Linked DNA regions of Zea mays: region 1 is linked to region 2. The links are chromatin contacts, called in public Hi-C maps. All regions are on one chromosome and are shown on one strand. Each heading gives the region's core, a stretch centred on a gene start, on an enhancer-like site or on the middle of the called end of the contact. The rest is flanking DNA. Distances are from core to core; before and after follow the strand shown. Region 1 holds the start of LOC103647787 (putative MO25-like protein At5g47540). Region 2 has its middle 13 kb from the start of LOC100284908.

Region 1 (2,958 bases), core at 9-2,508, 110 kb before region 2:
AGCTCATTCTAACGGATATAAGACATTGTGCATTTACAATCTGTTTTTTCTTTTCCAATAGATGGCCACAAGCCTCTACATGTATCCAAAGGTTCATATAACATATAGAGCATGAAGCTGTCTAGTGGTAACATGCGGTTTCATATGGAAGGGGTTAAAAGTAAAATAGGTACTATGTTTGAGGTTGAAGGGGTTAAATGTAAATTAACAGTCATCATTAGATCTAGATTAGATGCACCAAATCGCTTGATTGCACGCTTGCACCAATATAAGTGATTGCATAAGATATTTTCCGCAGCTGCTCATACCCACTGGTAACTCCGCAATGAGTTATGAACTTTTGATAAAAAGCTGATGGTTGATAAACTACGAGATGCGTATATTCGCGCCAACTAATATCATACCTATCTAGCTCAGTTCTGCTGATACACCTAAAAACATATTTCTAGGAGTTCCATGCGATATTCACTTCATACTTGCTACAATTTGATCATGAATGACATCAAGGAAACTAGGGCACTCTGGCTGTGCCAGCACCATTTCCATCACGAGATTGTGTCATGCATCACAAATTAGGTAAAGTTCACGCGCAATCGGGGTTGAACCATCGGGCACAAATGGGGAATCGAAGCCACGAAATCCCTAGACAGAGGGTCAGACCCGATCTCACCTTCTCGTCGCGCTTGGCGTCGCCGCTCCGGGAGCCCGAGTGGAGGTCGAGGTGGACGAGGCACTCACGCGTCTGCCGCACGATGTCGACGGGCGTCCGCGGCTTGGTCTTGAAGAGGCCCTTCATCTTGGCCCCGTCGTCCGCTGCCGCTGCAGCGGCGGACAGGCGCGGTGGGGAGGGCAAGGGCGAGGCCTTGGGCCGCTTCCGCCCCGCCGACCCGAACGAGCAGCAGCCTCGCAGGAACGCCACGGGGTCGCCGCGCGGGAGGGCCCTCGGGAGGGCCCTGCTCTCCTCCGCTCGGGTCCGGCAGTTCGATCGGAGGACCGCGCGCGAGGAAGGGAAGGAGGGTACGAGGGCTCGAGCTCGTGCCCGTGAATACGTGATGGAAGGGACGGGACGAGGGGTAGGGCACGAGGCCGGTCGCGTTTCGCGACGCTTATCCTGCCTGTCAGCGTCTCGCTGTCCCTGTCTCGGTTTCGCGCTCCCCTGCTCTGCTGTTTCTGCGCCCCTTTTCTACCGCCTTTTTCTTAGCACACCATCTTTGGATTTAGGAAGACGATCCTTGCTGGACTGAATCAACGCAAATCCACGGCTGCACGGCCGTTCACGTGAACATGAATGTGATTTGGTATTCGTGTTTTAAATTAAAAAAAACACGTGGCGACGCCCTGTCAATCAAATCAAATAAAAACTTTCACTGCTTTAGATTCTTATTGTTTAAGATGTCTTTCCTGCTTTTCGTCCTTGAACGGCACGGGTATTACGAGCATTAGCCCACGTAGAACTTTGATCGGTACAAGTGTCCTGATACAGTCATGCACGCCGAGGAGGCTAAGAATATAAGAGCAAGTACAATAATAGGCTATAAATATGCTTACATAACATTTTTGTTTATGTGGAATAGATAGACAATAAAAAAGTAGAGTGAGTTGACTATTATGCAAGAGCTCACGTGCTTCAAAACAAAAGGATGAAAGAGAAAGGGACAAAAAAATTATCTAAGAGCTAACTTTAGAGTTAATTTTATTATATGAGTGTATTTATTATTCGCTATATATAACATGTTAAAGAGTTAAAGTCAATAATAAGCTCTATTATTAAACTTGCTCTAATTCTACACGACGAGACGGAACAGCTAACTTCTAACGGTATGTTTGATACCTCAGACTAACCATTAGCTTATATCTCTAATACTAACTAGAAAAGCTAAATATAGTCTAATTCTAAACTACTAAAAGGTAATGGTGGCTAAATAATAGTTACAATCTATTAGATCTTATTAACCTATAATTAGTTTACAACTAATGTATTTTTGTAAAGCGAACTATTTTTAAGCTCAGTGATCCAATTAAACTCTAAGCTTGTACAAAAATTAAACCACTTTGTATCGCAAAAAGGGCGCACGTCGCACCTGTGTGCTCTGTTATAGTATCTTCGAACTCAGACTTCTTTTATATGTTTAGGAACTATTTAATATTAAGCATTTATTATCTTAATATTTAGGCAACGTAAAAAAACCGTATTCAATTTCAAGGTCTAAAAGTTACCATAACCAGAGAAAAAAAAATATGTGGATGTCCATAAAATATAAACCACAGCCATTACGTCAAAATTAACCAACACAAACTCTTAAGTCTATTTCTACCAACACATGTCATTATTTAGCCTATTTGTATGTTGGTAAGTATGAAAGTTCAAATAAACTCTAGAAGAAGATCCGGAGCCGGAAGACTTTGGGGTGTTTGGTCGGTGGAACGCTGTGGTCTATTATCATCTCATCCTCTATTTTTTTACTTAATTTGTAGAGTCGAATAAGTTAATTTATTAGTACACCATTTCTCACAAGCTATTAATTAGTACTAGTATAGTAGCTGAGGTCACTTCACTTAGAGTACATGCTAACATAAGCTTATAATACATCACTTCATCCAAAATAAATTGATTTTTCAAACCAAACGCACCATTATTACATACACATACCATATAAAATTCCCATAGCATTCTTAGATTTTGGACGTGCCCTCGTTGGAAAAGGATTTTTTTACATGTTTTATATTTTTATAACAAATTGAATCTATTTATATAACATTTGTCCATATTCTTGTAGAATTTCTTTGCTCTAGATGGACCATTAAACTTACATGGTAGTTTTGGACTCTTGCTTAAGCGACAAGATGGAATGAGATGGAGAGAGCTTAGAGGGATTAAGCGGAGATCTTGAATTGCAAAAAAAAAGTTTGAGTGCATAGATCAATCGAAGGTGACATCATGGAGGATAAAAATCGAAG
Region 2 (3,245 bases), core at 657-3,156:
AAATGACTTCCGGTATGTTCAATTACACAATATCTGTTTAGTATGTTCAAATATTTTCACAAGTTCTCATTTGTCATGCTTTTAAAATGATCTCCTTTTATAGTTTAAAATGTGATAGAGCCAAACATTTTTTCGCTCAATTGCACTATGATATATCATTTGGTTAGCTATTTTCTGTTTTTTAAGTCTATCCTTTTCGTGGTTTAAGCAAGCGAACCAAACACTAATCAAAAGATTCAAAACTATATGGAGCAGGTGCTGGGTGGGTCGGTGCCAAGCGCCAGGCAACGGCAGCAACGGGACCTCAAATGAAGTGCTCCTCGGGGAATCGCACCACTATTAGGAAGTATCAAGAGAAGAAGGCCGACACTGTGTCGCTGAAGGAGGATGTGGTACATCTCAGGACGCTCAACCAACAGCTCATGAAGAAGCTCCATAGCCACACAACGCTTGAGGCAGAGGCTCTGCTGCCTGCCGTCAACATTAGGGGCAGATCGAGGGGGAGATTGGCACGTTTCTGTACTAGATCCCAAAGGCCACCACCTTACGCAATCAAGCTTGACAAGAAGAGGATAAGAAATCCCCACATCAATGTTATTGAGTCCTTTACCAATTCATCTATTATCTGGATATAGTTACGTGTCCATGCATATATCTCTACTACTATGAAGAATTTAAGGGGTAAGCTTCCTCCCCTGGTTCTGCCTCCCGTTTGAATTGTAAGATCTTGGGATATTTTCTAAAGATTTGTATATATTTGTAATTTATTGTGACAGTCTTAGCATTGAAATGATGCAATTGACATGACATTATTAAAATCATATATAGAAGTCCGTGTGATACTAATGGTTGCAATGTAGTGGTGAAACAACTAGATTAAAATAACAAAATTTATGTATGGCTAGGATCATAAATAGATTACGAAACATTTTCTCACAATAATATAACACACATTTGTACATAAGTCATTATGGTATTATATGTTCCCGTTGCAACGCACGGGCACTCACCTAGTAAAGACAAAACGGTATAAAAACAGTAGAAGCTAATAAGGATTAAAGCAATCTAATAGTTCAATAGCTTCCATGTGAACTGTCGCCATGTTTCTTGAGAGCTCAGAGTGAGACGGCAGGCACTGCTGCCGAGCTGCCACCGCTGTTGTGCTACAGCATATTTGACGGCAACCGATAGGCCTTGCCCTGGCATCGGCAGGCACGTAGCAGCAGCTTGTGGGGGTGAAGTCAGCCCTTATCCTGTTGCAGGGCACGGAGGAATGGCTGACACGGCCGTACGATGCTGGCTGATCCGTTCTGCCGTCGTGATTGAACGTTTGACGAAGCGGGGAAGAAACAAATAAATGCTGACGGCGCGAGCTGAAGGCCTGTTTGGATTGTAGCCTCGTTTTGTCCTGAGTCCTGATTGATTGATTGGAGGGAGATGGGAACGCTTAACGACCCGTACGCTGTCGCTGTGTACTCCTCCGGTCCGAAACAAGATAAGTTTAATTGGATTTATGCAAAAAAAAAAAAATATTACCAACATTTGCATTTTTAAAATATATTTATTAAAAAATATTCTATGGTCTATAGTAATCATACGTTATGAATATTAAGAACTATGTATGTTTTTTCTTGGGGTTAAAATTAGAAGTATCTATTTTTTTTTCAGAAAACGAAAACGATACTTTTTTTGGGGTCGCACCATATCTCAATTTGTTGTAGCGGTATGTCGCTCTGAAACACTAGACGATTGTACGATCGTTCTATGGTCTATAGTCGATAGGTAGATTCTGATGATCGATGATGCTTTGCGTGCCATTTTGGATCACAGACAGGACAGTTGGGAGTTGGGACCATCGACGGCATGCCTACACGACCCTCGCTTATCTCGCGTAGCGCTAACACGGTGCCTGTGCAGTGATGGTACAGCGCAGCACCACGGCCGCATCTGTCCTCGCGGGGGGCGGCTGGTGCACATGGCATTGCCGTTTCGTCGCACCAATCATCGGACCATGCAACCGGGGACGACCGCCTTTCGGCTCTCGACGCCTCGCCGCCACACGTAACGTAACCGCAGAAAACGCCGGAGCGTCCCTGCTCGATCGACGGCGACGACCGCCCGGATGTCACAGTTCCTTGCTTGATTGTACACTATGCTCAATCAATTTGGAAAAGGATGTATCAGAGGTAGAAGAAGCCAAATAGGGAGACTCGTAGTCGCAGGCGCGCAGGCCTAATTCTGCCCAAGCCCAACTAGATTGGACAAACGCAAGCCCAGACCTCTTCAACGCTTTCACCTCAAAACCTTGCTCCCGCGCGTCTTCACTTCTTCTCGTGTACACCTCTTCAGTGTCTTCCTCTGCATTCTCATGCCGGTGAAAATTACTATCACCTCTTCAAATCTAGGTTGTCCCCAAACTGGAGCGGTCATGAACTGTCAACACAGGCGAATAAACTTCTTTCCATGTCCACAGAACCTTCAGATGAGAATGAACCATGGAATCTATTGTGATCATGCTAGAATCGTTAGCCTCAACTGGCAACCACTCAGTCACTCTCAGATTCCTCCTGGTGGTGACCGAGGATCTTGCACGGTTTCAGCATGAATAATTGGATGAATCTTGGAGTCGGAGGGTAAATCAAGCTTATAAGCCACCAGTCCAATCTTTTGATTAATCTTTAAAGGTCCAAAGAAGCATTTGTAGGACAACTTCTGGTTCAGCTGTGTTGTCACATAAGTTTGGGTGTTTGGTTGTAACTTCAAATAAACTAGATCGCCCACTTCAAAATATGTGTCAGAACGGTGTTTGTCTGCTTAATTTTTCATTCCCTGATCAGCTCGACGCGACTGTTGTTCAATAAAAGTTGTCGGTAGCTGTCTTTCAGTCAACCATTCCTCCAAAACTCGTGGAACAGACAATGTTGCATTAGAGATGCCCAGATGCCTTGCAGAATGGCCATATAAGACTTCTAAAAGGATCACGATAATCAATAGGAGGGTGAATTAGACTTCACTATTTTTTTTTGTAGTAATTAAAACCTAATCAAAAGCCCAACCTCACCGAGTTCCAAATATGTTCAAAATAGTTTTACATCCTAATTCCAACCCTATTCTATCGTGACAATTCTAAAAGTTTAGATACTCGGAGTAAATTACACACATATAATACCGAAAAGTAAAGCAAGAGTTTAGAAGACCCCTCAAGTTTTTCACGCGGTCTCGAGAAGCTATCACTCTCCATTAAT

What was found. A called contact is a pair of places that touch in the nucleus more often than the background predicts.
Region 1: a Hi-C map of endosperm shows a contact between it and region 2, with 3 times the contacts expected there. The contact joins the promoter of LOC103647787 here to the enhancer-like site in region 2. A contact is called at or near these places in 6 of 25 Hi-C or Micro-C datasets (ear, endosperm, leaf mesophyll and 3 more).

What each region holds. Positions count from the first base shown.
Region 1 is chr2:214,964,672-214,967,629 of Zm-B73-REFERENCE-NAM-5.0, reverse strand. It overlaps LOC103647787 (putative MO25-like protein At5g47540), which reads right to left and starts at 1,258. Exons shown (of 11, transcript XM_008672300.3): 1 at 671-1,258. The coding sequence starts at 796.
Region 2 is chr2:214,856,667-214,859,911 of Zm-B73-REFERENCE-NAM-5.0, reverse strand. No RefSeq gene overlaps it. Among protein-coding and RNA genes, the nearest start is that of LOC100284908, 13 kb to the left of the region's middle. Within about 2 kb of position 1,906, at least 17 of the 20 cell types and tissues checked have an H3K27ac peak or open chromatin away from gene starts, as enhancers often do. A contact at or near this core is called in ear, endosperm, leaf mesophyll and 2 more, where this site is marked.